4 separate regions of the Mus musculus genome follow, and all the other regions are linked to region 4. Evidence: chromatin contacts called from public HiChIP or PLAC-seq and promoter capture Hi-C data. All regions are on one chromosome and are shown on one strand. Each heading gives the region's core, a stretch centred on a gene start, on an enhancer-like site or on the middle of the called end of the contact. The rest is flanking DNA. Distances are from core to core; before and after follow the strand shown. Region 1 holds the start of C230057M02Rik (a long non-coding RNA gene). Region 2 overlaps Acsf3 (acyl-CoA synthetase family member 3). Region 3 overlaps Gm35466 (a long non-coding RNA gene). Region 4 holds the start of Aprt (adenine phosphoribosyl transferase).

Region 1 (2,843 bases), core at 74-2,573, 180 kb before region 4:
TGTGCTATTCAAAGGAACAGGAACTGCCAATACCATAAAGCAAGGTAGGAGGTCATGGGGATGCCTTTCCCATTTAGCTCTGAATGTACACAGCATTCTTGCTGGTGGACAGACTGCATACTCTCTAGGCTGCCCAGCTATGGAGGGGAGATCCTGACTACACCACTGTCACAGGACAGGGAGAACTCCAGGAAGCTGAGGGGCTTGGGGAACTTGCAGGCACACATGGGAATATTGGACATTGGTACCTATTTGAATTAGAGCACCTTTGCTGGACTTAGACTTGGGGTGTGGGTGTGAACCAGGAGGGGATGGCTCCTGATCTTTATTTTTGGGGTGTTTCAAGGGTGTTTGAAGCGAAGGTTAGGTCAATTACTCCAGAATAAAGTACATGGCTGGAAAGGGGGAATTGTCCCCCCAAACCCTAACGACATAATGCCCGAAAATGCAAAAGGCCAGAAAAAACAGGTACAGCCTGGTCTAAAGTGAAAGACACAGCCTGGTCAAACAGACATGCATCCCCAAGATGGCTAAGGCTTGGAGAAGACAGTGGAGTAGACCAAGGGGAAGGGCTGTTTGTAGGCTGGCCTCACACAGCTGACATGGCCTGGTCCTGTGTGCATCCTTCCTGCCTTTGTTCTCACCTCACAGGAGAGCTGGTGAGTGTGGGTAAAGGTGAGAGTGGGGGAGTCGTGGGTGGGTACTCGTTCAGGAGGGACAGAGTCCAGGTCTTTCCTTTCCTCTATCCCCTCTCAAAGGGAGCATCTCTTAGGACTGGTCCCAATTCCAGGCTCAAACCAGAGAAGAAATACCACAGAGAAGGCAAATGGCCCCAAGAGAAGGCCTCGCTGCCCTGAGGTAGCCAGCTGGAGTCTAACCACCTTCCTCTTTTCCTATCTTCTGCTCTCAACCTTGGGCTGGTCTTGGCTCTCATGTCCTTTGGGGACCTCTTCTGGCCTCTCCAGACTTACTTAGATCAGGACTTGAAGGTGCAACCAAAATACCCATTAATCTCTGTGCTGAGGCAACAGGACACTTGGCCAGCAAGCAGGCCACGTCCGACTCCTTAGCGTGGGCTCCAGAATTGGTTTCAAAAATCAATATCCTTCTAGGAATGGGCACCAGGGGCTGGATGCGGTCATCGCAGCACGGTCCATTTGGGGTGTCCGGCGCTATGAAACAATGATGAAGAAGATGACCGGCTAGGCAAGGTTCGGGACAGCTGACACCAGAGCATGCTTGGAAAGACCAAGCCAGTTACAAGGTGTACCCAATCAGGAGGCTCCAAAATGTGACACGGATTTGCGTTTTCTTTTGATTCCTTCCTGGTGGTTTTACGTAAGAGGCAGCGCGTTGGGGCCAGGAAGGGACGGAACCATGGGGCTGGGTTTACACCAGTTATGCGAAGCCCCTCCGCTCTGCCCCCGCCTGCGAGGGGCTTTCTTGGCTGGGTCTGTTCCTGACAGAAGGGAAGCGAGTTGTGGGGGTGGGGGGGCTTGGCATGTGTGTGTGTGTGAGTGTGTGTGTGTGGTGTGTGTTTAAAATACAGAAAAAAAAAAGAAGCATGGCTTTCCTCAGCTGCAGAGGCGGGCCGGGTTCTGTCGGTGCCAAGTCCCTCAGAGCGGGCACTGTGGGGACACGGGAGGCACAAGAAGGCTGCAGAGGTGAGGGACGGGTGTGGAGAAAGATGGACGCTTGCCATCTCGAGCGCCAGCGGCTGCACGAGGCCAGACCCCACGAACAAAACCCACGGCAGATCTCTGGCAACCCATGTTAGGAGGCAGAAGACAGTTGGCAGCGATGCGGCACAGAGGGCAGCCTGGGAGCGGGCGGATGTAGCCAAGGCCAGCACGGAACAGGTAAGGATGGGGTGGGGCTCGCTAAAGTATAGGCAGCTGGTATCTGTGTTTGGGGTACCTGTGGGGGCCACGTCAGATATGGGTGCGGGTACTGTGTCAAGAAAGCTTTCCGAGGGCCAGTTCTGAGGGAGTCTGTCTGCCTAGTGTCCAGAGCATCTCTGGGTAACCTCTGGGCCCCTTAATATGTCTTGGTGCCCGCTGCTTGCTTATGTGTGCTTCGCTGGTATTCTAAAGATGTGGGGTGGGTTGGCCTGAGTGGACCATCTGGAATTGTGAATACAGCAGCCGCGTCCCATGGTGGTCCCGTGGCTGCATCATCTCCGCTGATGTCCGTCCTCCCAGGGATGGCCCTCTCTGCACTGATCACACCAGGTCCCCTGACCATGAAGGGACAGATCTGTTTCCTTTTTGAAGGTGGGTTAGGGTGGGCTGGGGCTGGGCTGGAAGGTCCTGGAGCATCCAGCACCGCACTCTCTCAGTTTTCTCAGAGCCCCCCATCCTTACCCACAGCCAGGCTTGGCACCTCGGTGCCTGTGTGCAGATCAATGGGACTGGAGCCAAATGCTGTCAAAGGGATCCGGGTGCCAGTGCCAAGGAGCCAGCTGCTGAGGGCACGGGTGGGGTGGGCTCTGGAGGGGAGGAGCGTGTGGCTGGGTATTTCCTAACAGCTCCAAGGACAAAGCTCACTCCCTTCCTAGTGGTCATAGGCTAGTCAAAGAGGGTGGGGCTGAGGGATGGGGACATTCCATCTGGTATGGCATGGGTGGTCCCAGGTGGCCAGTGTAGGGCAGGCAAAGCTATGGGCACTGTCCTTGTGCCCAGGTACCCTTCCTTAAGCGAGGTCCCAGGCAAACATAGAAATCCAATTTCTTCCTTTTCCCTCCCATCATTCCTTTCCTTTCTTCTCCATCTCTAGCAAAGGCTGGCAAGGGGCTCCGGGATCAATGCCTCAGGCTGGTGGGATAGCAAGAGGATCAGTACGGT
Region 2 (2,948 bases), core at 353-2,852, 220 kb before region 4:
ATGCAAAAGCCAAATGTGGTTATGTGTATCTGTAATGTAAGCATGTGGTTATGTGTATCTGTAATGCAAGCATGTGGTTGTGTGTATCTGTAATGCAAGCATGTGGTTATCTGTATCTGTAATGCAAGCATGTGGTTGTGTGTATCTGTAATGCAAGCATGTGGTTATGTGTATCTGTAATGCAAGCATGTGGTTATGTGTATCTGTAATGTAAGCATGTGGTTATGTGTATCTGTAATGCAAGCATGTGGTTGTGTGTATCTGTAATGCAAGCATGTGGTTATGTGTATCTGTAATGCAAGCATGTGGTTATGTGTATCTGTAATGTAAGCATGTGGTTATGTGTATCTGTAATGCAAGCATGTGGTTATGTGTATCTGTAATGCAAGCATGTGGTTGTGTGTATCTGTAATGCAAGCATGTGGTTATGTGTATCTGTCATGCAAGCTTGTGGTTATGTGTATCTGTAATGCAAGCATGTGGTTATGTGTATCTGTAATGTAAGCATGTGGTTATGTGTATCTGTAATGCAAGCATGTGGTTATGTGTATCTGTAATGCAAGCATGTGGTTGTGTGTATCTGTAATGCAAGCATGTGGTTATGTGTATCTGTAATGCAAGCTTGTGGTTATGTGTATCTGTAATGCAAGCATGTGGTTATGTGTATCTGTAATGTAAGCATGTGGTTATGTGTATCTGTAATGCAAGCATGTGGTTATGTGTATCTGTAATGCAAGCATGTGGTTGTGTGTATCTGTAATGCAAGCATGTGGTTATGTGTATCTGTAATGCAAGCTTGTGGTTATGTGTATCTGTAATGCAAGCATGTGGTTATGTGTATCTGTAATGCAAGCTTGTGGTTATGTGTATCTGTAATGCAAGCATGTGGTTATGTGTATCTGTAATGTAAGCATGTGGTTATGTGTATCTGTAATGCAAGCATGTGGTTGTGTGTATCTGTAATGCAAGCATGTGGTTATGTGTATCTGTAATGCAAGCATGTGGTTGTGTGTATCTGTAATGCAAGCATGTGGTTGTGTGTATCTGTAATGGAAGCATGTGGTTATGTGTATCTGTAATGCAAGCATGTGGTTATGTGTATCTGTAATGCAAGCATGTGGTTATGTGTATCTGTAATGTAAGCATGCAGCAAGATGAGAGTTGAGGGCAGGAGGATTCTTGCAGGCTTAAGGGCCAGCTATCTTGCTATAAATGCCAGTGAACAAAAAGTCCTGCAAGATGGAGACAAGGAACAACAACTGAGGAGTTCCTCTGGTCTCCACATGCATGCCATGGCATGTGCACCCCCGTACACATATAAAAACCTAGCATGTGCAGGATTGTGGGGAGCAATAGCCCAGCGGTGGAGCATTTGCTGAGTAGGTGTGGGTCCTGGATTTGACCCCTAACATTGCAAAACTGCAGATTCCAAACACGGAACAGAACCTGTTGATGGTGGCACGTGAAGCAGCCCGTCCCCTCCAGGAACCATTTGAGCAGTTCTCAAATATGCTGCATCATAACAGCAGGCTCCTCCCATGCACTGACCTTAGAGACAGAGATCCTTAGTTGCAGAAGAAAACCTCAAATCAATATGTATCAAAATGACTCATCAAGACCCAAGTCTGGAAACACCTCGTGTTGGTCAGTTTTTCATGGCTGTGACAAGCTTCTAAGAGGACAACTAAAGGACAAAGGAGTTGTTCTGCCTCGTGGTTCCCGAGGCTTCGTGGTCCAGGGTCACCTTGCTCCTCACTTCTGGACCTGTGATGAGGCGTCCGTCCCAGTGGGAGCTGAGTGGAGCGGGGCTGTCCACCTTATGGTGAGCAGGAAGCAGAGGGGAGGAGCTGGGAGAGCTCCCCCTTCGTGACTCGTTCCCCCCAAACTGGCTCTATCTCCCAGAATGCCATCCTGCCAAGATTCCATCAGGGGCTGGTTCTACTGATGTGATCAGAGGCCTCAGGGTCTACAAACTTTCTAAAGCCCATCCGCTGTCATCCATCCCCCCCCAACAGATCCTTCTGAAGACACCTCAGACTCAAATCACCACGCAAAACAAATGTCTCATAAATAGCAATTAGTGAACGCCCACCTCATGGAACATCTCTTTGCAGCAAAAAAGGAACACACATCACATCTGGCTGTGTTAGGGCTTTGATTCTAGTGTGACTCCCCAGGGTTCTACCACCTGATGTCTGGGAGGAAGCAGGACTTTAATGGAGCGCAGGGCTGGGGGCTGGAAGGAACCTCTCTCCATGGTCAAGGCTCTGGTTGCTGTCGATGGACTCTACAGATGCAGTAACCCCACAGCACAGTCATTTCAGGCCTCTTGCCCACCCAGGAATCCTCACATCCCAGTAATGCCATCTGACTAGTCACCAGCTGTGTTGGTGCCATCCCTGACATCGATCAGTGTGCAGCTACTTTACCGCACCCCACCTTCCCTCTCAGATACCCCCCTAGGGACCCTGCTGAGTTCTAACATCTCAGAGCAGCCCAGCTTGGCAGTAAACATCACCTGTATGATACTCACTGCACGGGTCCTATCCAACTGGAACAGAATAACACGTACAGCTAACTCAGTAACAGAAGGCTTGGCTCTAGGCAGGAGCACTGCATTCTTCCTGTGGCTAGAAAGCCAGTCAGTGTAACCTTACCACGTGTGACTTTAGGATCTAGTGAGAAGTCAAACATGGTGAAGCCAAGCTCCTTCCACAGCCAGCTATACAATGACACCTGAAGACCCCCTGCCCCACACAGCAAATTGCTGCCTGGCTCATACAGTGGGCAGGCAGCAGGCCTGAGGATCTTTAACCAGGGCCTCACCATGAATCTTAATCTCAGCTTCCATACAATAAGAATACATATTCCCAGGCCAGTGGCATGAACTAGAAGCACACCAGCTTATTAACACTGAGACACACGTCTGCCTCTCCCCCAGTCTCAGC
Region 3 (2,950 bases), core at 449-2,948, 250 kb before region 4:
ACCTCCAAACACTTCTGCCATCTCTGGCCTCTGGCAAGAATGAGGCTGTCAAGAGATCCGAGGACACCTCTGGCAGAGAGATAAACTGGTTACTTTTCTTTGGAGTCTTTTTTTTTTTTTCTCCCCCAAGACAGAGTTTCTCTGGATAGTCTTGCGCTGTTCTGGAACTCACTCTGTAGACCAGGCTGGCCTTGAACTCACAGAGATCCACCCGCTTTTGCCTCCTGAGTGCTGGTACTAAAGGCATGTGCCAGCATTGCCCATTCTTTGGAGTTTTTTCATCACCCCTACTCCTGTCAAGAACTGCCAGAAGGAATTGAGGGAACGCCCACTCTGGCTTCTTCCAGCCGACCAGAGGGCACCAGGTGCAGAAACACCTCTGCAGTGGGCCAACCTCAACCTTAAAATACTCTATCCATTGATTTTATCTGAATGGGTGTTTTGCCTGCATGCCTGTGGCTGGCCTTTAGAGTGACAAGCCCAGCACCTGCATTCAGACCCATCAATAGCCGTGGGGTGGCTGGCATCAAAGTGGAGTCCCTCCACGGTGGCATCTGAAGACTCTCTCCCCATCAGCCTGGCCCTGGTAGGGCCACCTTTCTAGGGCTTGGCCTGTTGGTATCCTGCTTCTGTGATTGGTTCCTGCCTCTTTGGTGCCATGCTGGCTCCTGTGGCAACCCCAGGTGTGTGCCCCCTAGGAATACCGTGTGACCCTCCCTGTCCTGGGCTCCGAGGTCCACAGTGGCTTCCCAGGCAGGCAGTGAGAAGGGTCAGCAGTTTCAGTCCAGGTGAGCTAGGACGAGTCTGGGCAGTTAGACACTGTGCTCTGCCACATGTGTCTCCCTTGGGGAGAACCCAGTTTTATCTCCTTTATGCTCTACACCACAGACAAATCTCACTCGAGTTATTCCCCTATAAATCTTCTATATAAGTCCATGTTCCTGTAAAGGGGGGAGGTATGGGGACAAGCATGGGAAGGGCGGGAGGAAGGAAAGGAAGAACAGAATAGCCACGAGGGCCATCCTGGAGAAGGCCAGCCTGGGCTACACAGTGAGACCTTGTCTCATCCCTTCCCCAATATAATTAACCAATTAATTAAAAATGCACTGGGTCTGAAGGGGTCGTATAGGAAGCTACTCAAGAGGCAGAGACAGGAGGATTACTAGCCTGGGCAACTTAGATACTGTGTCAAATTAAACTAACAAAGGGCTGGGGCCTTGTCAGTGGTAGAGAAGACTAGCCCAGTGCACATGAGACCCTGGGTTCACCAGCAGGAAAAAAAAGTGTGGAACATTTCAGATCTACACACAGAGAGGCTGGGTGGAACAGGCAGGAACCAGTAGACTGGCTGCTGCTACCCCTGCAGGCTCCTGTGTCCCCGAGGGCTGCCAGTCCCAGTGCCACAGGGGCTAGGACAGGTTGCTGGGATGTTGGCTTCGGAGCTCCAAACCTCTGGCTTTGCGTATAATCACCGTCTCCCCAGCTCTGGTACCGGCTGAATAAGCCCTCCCACCAGATGGGGCACCTATGCAGTCAGAGCCCAGCCTTGAGCTTGCTTGGCTTCCCGTGTGCCCTAGCTGGGGCCAGAAAAGTCCACAAATTATAACTGGCTTCTTCACTCAGTATCTGCTCAGGAGACAGCCTCAACTCAGAGGTTCCTGCCATGCCCACTAGCAGCAGCAGGGGGCAGTGTGGCTCCAGGGACACAGTAGAGGAAGTATCTGGTCCTGTGGCTTCCCCTGTCATTAGACCAGGGCTGAGCGGTTGGGGATGGGCTCTTTCATGTGCTGTCTCCACCTGAGTCACACTTGCCCCCCTAAGTTTCAGGCACGGAGGCCCCACATCTGCCCTGTGGCCCTTGCTTATGGATCTGCCTAACCTGATCTTCCTGCTCCATCAGCTCCAGTCCAGAGTCTTTCTTCTGACACAGGTAACCTGGCCGTGTAGGTCAGTCCCCTGTCTTACTGTGATCTAACTGTAATGTGGCAGGGTGTGTGTGTGTGTGTGTGTGTGTGTGTGTGTGAGAGAGAGAGAGAGAGAGAGAGAGAGGGAGAGAGAGAGAGAGAGAGAAAGAGAGAGAGAGAGAGAGAGAGAGAGAGAGAGAGAGAGAATGAGAGATCTGGAAGCCAGTACAGGCAAGCAAACAAACCATGAGCCAGGTCAGAGGTGTCTGGTGAGCAGGGTTAGCCTCCAAAGAGACACAGGTTTTTGTTTTGTTTTGTTGGGGTGGCGGGGGTGGCACACTTTCCCTGTGTAGCCCTGGCTGTCCTGGAATGCTCTCTGTAGACCAGGTTGGCCTCAAATTCACAGAGATCCTCCTGCCTCTGCTTCTGGGTGGTTGGACTAAAGGTGTGTGCCACTACCACTTGGCTAAGGGACATAGTTTTGTTTGTTTGTTTGTTTGTTTGTTTTTCGAGACAGGGTTCCTCTGTGTAGCCCTGGCTGTCCTGGAACTCACTCTGTAGACCAGGCTGGCCTCCAACTCAGAAATCCACCTGCCTCTGCCTCCCAAGTGCTGAGACTAAAGGTGTGCACTACCACTGCCCCTCGGGACATAGTTTTATGGTGTTTTTCCTTTGGACCTCCAGGCTGTGTTTCATGGGAAAGTGATCACCAGGAGAGGCGGCTGCCTCTTCATCTCCACCCCTTCCAGCTGTGGCCTGTGGGAGCTGAGCTTGGGTGAGAAACCAGGTCAGCCTCCCTGGGGACAGGTGAGTCATCTTAGACCAGATCCAGAAAGGCAGATGGGAGGTGGGTGGCTTCTTCCCAGCAAGCAGAGCCAGGGGCTGTGAGTCTGGCCCTTAGCAGAGGGGGCCTGCCTCACTTCACAAAAGCCCCTCCCCAGCGAACTACAGGTCTCACTGATGCACAGCTGTGTAGTGGTGGGGCCATTTCAACTTGGAGTGCCTGCCCACTATCCTCACTCCAGGGCCTTCCCTCCCTTATAGCC
Region 4 (2,828 bases), core at 29-2,528:
TCTGTGTAGTCCTGGCTGTCCTGGAACTTACTTTGTAGACCAGGCTGGCCTTGAACTCAGAGATCCACCTGCCTCTGCCTCCCAAGTGCTGGGATTAAAGGCGTGCGCCACCACCGCCCGGCATATCCTGGTCTTTAAAATCGAGATTATGATGGGAGACTGTGTGTTAGATCTCCACGTACCTGTTGCATGAGCTTTCCCTGGGGATTCAGAAACAGATGCCCCAGATACGATTCCAGTGAGAGCCTAAAGTAACCATCGTGTCCAATGAGTTCACTGCCTACAAGAACATGAATGACCCCCAGAGCAGCTGCATCAACCAAACGGAAAAGTCTCGGCCCAGCATAGATGACAAGTTCCTAATAGATTCATAACGGAGCTTCCCTTTAGTTAACCTTCCTCCATGTGAGTGTGTGTGTGTGTGTGTGTGTGTGTGTGTGTGTATTCTAGTGCCTCCAGAGACCACATCAAATGGAAGAATGCAGCTCACGGGCTCACAGGAAGGTCCAAGAAGGAATGTTTAGAATCCATTGGACCCTCCCCACACCCTCTCCTTTGATGGAGCATGGGCCAATTTGGAGGATATCTTTTGAGTAATTGCAACTGCACTGAAGATGATAATGGCCATTATACTCAGAGGACAGTCTTCCACACCACTACCTATAGACCCAGGTACTGTGCTGGGAAGGTAGAACCCCAGTTCTGTCTCTGGCTATCAGGACCTTCTGGTCCCCACCCCAAAACGAGGAGGGCACATTCTGTTGCAATGCACAGGAGTGTCTGTGGTCTCAGAGAAGGCATTCCTTACCCGCCCTGCTACCCTGCTTTCCCCTGCGCTCTAGCCCACACACAGTGCACTCCCACCTCTGGACCTAAGACTATCCATCAGCTCCCTTCCGGGCTAATTCCAGGAAAGCAGGGGCTGAATCTCAGGCCCCTTGTACTATGCGCGAGGGAAGGAACGCAAGGCCAAACCACTCCAGCGGACCTGGGCAAGACCCGTCCCTGCTCCCCCAGGTCCAGAAGACTAGCCCCTGGAAAAGCAGGACTGAAAAAGCGTGTGTGGGGCAAAACCAAAAAAGGATGGACATCGCACATCCCCTTTCCACCCATATATCTTTGAGGTAGGGATGCTTGTGTTTAGGCAGCTCAAGAAATCTAACCCCTGACTCAGGCCCCACACACACCTCGCAGAGGCCCCGCCTCTCAGCCTGTCCCGCCCCTCGTGCTAGACCAACCCGCACCCAGAAGCCCCGCCCATCGAGGACGCTCCGCCCTTGTTCCCCCCGGGATTGACGTGAGTTTAGCGTGCTGATACCTACCTCCTCCCTGCCTCCTACACGCACGCGGCCATGTCGGAACCTGAGTTGAAACTGGTGGCGCGGCGCATCCGCAGCTTCCCCGACTTCCCAATCCCGGGCGTGCTGTTCAGGTGCGGTCACGAGCCGGCGAGGCGTTGGCGCTGTACGCTCATCCCCCGGCGCAGGCGCGTAGGCAGCCTCGGGGATCTTGCGGGGCCTCTGCCCGGCCACACGCGGGTCACTCTCCTGTCCTTGTTCCCAGGGATATCTCGCCCCTCTTGAAAGACCCGGACTCCTTCCGAGCTTCCATCCGCCTCTTGGCCAGTCACCTGAAGTCCACGCACAGCGGCAAGATCGACTACATCGCAGGCGAGTGGCCTTGCTAGGCCGTGCTCGTCCCCCACGGTCCTAGCCCCTATCCCCTTTCCCCCTCGTGTCACCCACAGTCTGCCCCACACCCATCCATTCTTTCTTCAACCTCTGACACTTCCTCCTTGGTTCCTCACTGCCTTGGACGCTTGTTCACCCTGGATGAACTATGTAGGAGTCTCCCTTCCCTGCTAGGTACCCTAAGGCATCTGCCCTCGGTGCTTGTTCCTAGAGACGAACTCTGCTCTGTCCTTGTGTCCAGAACCAGGCCTCCCTCTTTTAGGGCACAAAGCTGGCCAGCATCCTGACAGCAGGCTGGGAGACCCTGGAACCTCCAGATGACGGACATCCTTGCTTAGGGGTAGCCTCTGGGATGAACTAGATACTAAAAATTAGGTAACCTTGGTTGGGCGTGGCGTGCCTGGGCAGACCTCAAGCCTGGTAGCTTCAGGGGCTGTTTCTCCCCAGGACTACACCGGGGCATCTTTCTCTTGTTCCCTCACACAAGCTTGTGTTAAACAACTGCTGTCTACCTGGCTCCATGCCTGAGCTTCAGAAACACCCTAGGACAGCTGAATGTCCACCAGGAGTGTCCAGAGGGAGGGTGGGCACCCCAGAGAACAGAGTGGCCCTGGTAAGTGCTCAGGGACCACAGACTTTTGCCCACTTCACTTCCTATTGGTACCCCTGGCCATGCTCCAGAAATTAGGGCATGTATGTATCCTTCCCACGACAGCTAGATGCTGCATTTGAAAGGTGGCAAGAGCCACCATAGGTGGCCCTGAGCTGTTCAGAAGGCAGGTAGGATCCCCAAGGCTGAGATGATGAGTTGATGGCTACCCAGTAGCCATCAACGTTCTTCTAGCCGTAGTCAGCAAGACCTAGTGTTCCTAGCAAGTGTTGACCTCGCCCATACTTGGCCTCTAGATTCCCATGCCCCTCAGCTCCATCCCACAACCTTCCCTCCTTACCCTAACAGGTCTAGACTCCAGGGGCTTCCTGTTTGGCCCTTCCCTAGCTCAGGAGCTGGGCGTGGGCTGTGTGCTCATCCGGAAACAGGGGAAGCTGCCGGGCCCCACTGTGTCAGCCTCCTATTCTCTGGAGTATGGGAAGGTAAGCGAGCTGTGTGTAGAGGAAGGGCAGGGTCTTATCACGGCT

What was found. Promoter capture Hi-C pulls out the DNA fragments that hold promoters and counts their contacts. HiChIP or PLAC-seq counts read pairs in DNA pulled down with a chosen protein or histone mark.
Region 1: a promoter capture Hi-C map of stem cell-derived epiblast-like cells shows a contact between it and region 4, with 2.6 times the contacts expected there. The contact joins the promoter of C230057M02Rik here to the promoter of Aprt in region 4. A contact is called at or near these places in 12 of 39 promoter capture datasets (the 3T3-L1 cell line, cranial neural crest, embryonic stem cells and 7 more), 4 of 115 datasets of contacts at active chromatin or transcription factors (embryonic stem cells, epiblast stem cells and pancreatic cancer cells) and 2 of 9 other capture datasets (adipose tissue and pancreatic islet).
Region 2: an HNF4G HiChIP or PLAC-seq map of pancreatic cancer cells shows a contact between it and region 4. The contact joins the enhancer-like site here to the promoter of Aprt in region 4. A contact is called at or near these places in 7 of 39 promoter capture datasets (cranial neural crest, erythroid cells, hematopoietic stem and progenitor cells and 3 more), 1 of 484 Hi-C or Micro-C datasets (nephron progenitors), 14 of 115 datasets of contacts at active chromatin or transcription factors (the SCID.adh cell line, acute myeloid leukemia, cardiomyocytes and 10 more) and 4 of 9 other capture datasets (adipose tissue, embryonic stem cells, liver and 1 more).
Region 3: an H3K4me3 HiChIP or PLAC-seq map of bone marrow-derived macrophages shows a contact between it and region 4, with 5 times the contacts expected there. The contact joins the enhancer-like site here to the promoter of Aprt in region 4. A contact is called at or near these places in 16 of 39 promoter capture datasets (the 3T3-L1 cell line, the C10 cell line, HPC-7-derived erythroid cells and 10 more), 3 of 15 datasets of contacts at CTCF or cohesin (embryonic stem cells, large pre-B cells and pro-B cells), 3 of 484 Hi-C or Micro-C datasets (nephron progenitors and uterus), 35 of 115 datasets of contacts at active chromatin or transcription factors (the 230-238 cell line, the NIH/3T3 cell line, the SCID.adh cell line and 26 more) and 4 of 9 other capture datasets (adipose tissue, embryonic stem cells, liver and 1 more).

Annotation. Positions count from the first base shown.
Region 1 is chr8:122,751,130-122,753,972 of GRCm38.p6, reverse strand. C230057M02Rik (a long non-coding RNA gene) reads left to right here and starts at 1,323. Exons shown (of 4, transcript XR_001778694.1): 1 at 1,323-1,859.
Region 2 is chr8:122,798,210-122,801,157 of GRCm38.p6, reverse strand. The region is part of intron 6 of Acsf3 (acyl-CoA synthetase family member 3); the gene reads right to left. Among named protein-coding and RNA genes, the nearest start is that of Gm35466, 24 kb to the left of the region's middle. Within about 2 kb of position 1,602, at least 2 of the 459 cell types and tissues checked have an H3K27ac peak or open chromatin away from gene starts, as enhancers often do. A contact at or near this core is called in pancreatic cancer cells, where this site is marked.
Region 3 is chr8:122,829,334-122,832,283 of GRCm38.p6, reverse strand. All of the region lies in intron 1 of Gm35466 (a long non-coding RNA gene), which reads right to left. Among named protein-coding and RNA genes, the nearest start is that of Gm35466, 7.4 kb to the right of the region's middle. Within about 2 kb of position 1,698, at least 33 of the 459 cell types and tissues checked have an H3K27ac peak or open chromatin away from gene starts, as enhancers often do. A contact at or near this core is called in the SCID.adh cell line, T-cell acute lymphoblastic leukemia, bone marrow-derived macrophages and 1 more, where this site is marked.
Region 4 is chr8:122,575,357-122,578,184 of GRCm38.p6, reverse strand. Aprt (adenine phosphoribosyl transferase) reads left to right here and starts at 1,278. Exons shown (of 5, transcript NM_009698.2): 1 at 1,278-1,432; 2 at 1,564-1,670; 3 at 2,650-2,783. The coding sequence starts at 1,353.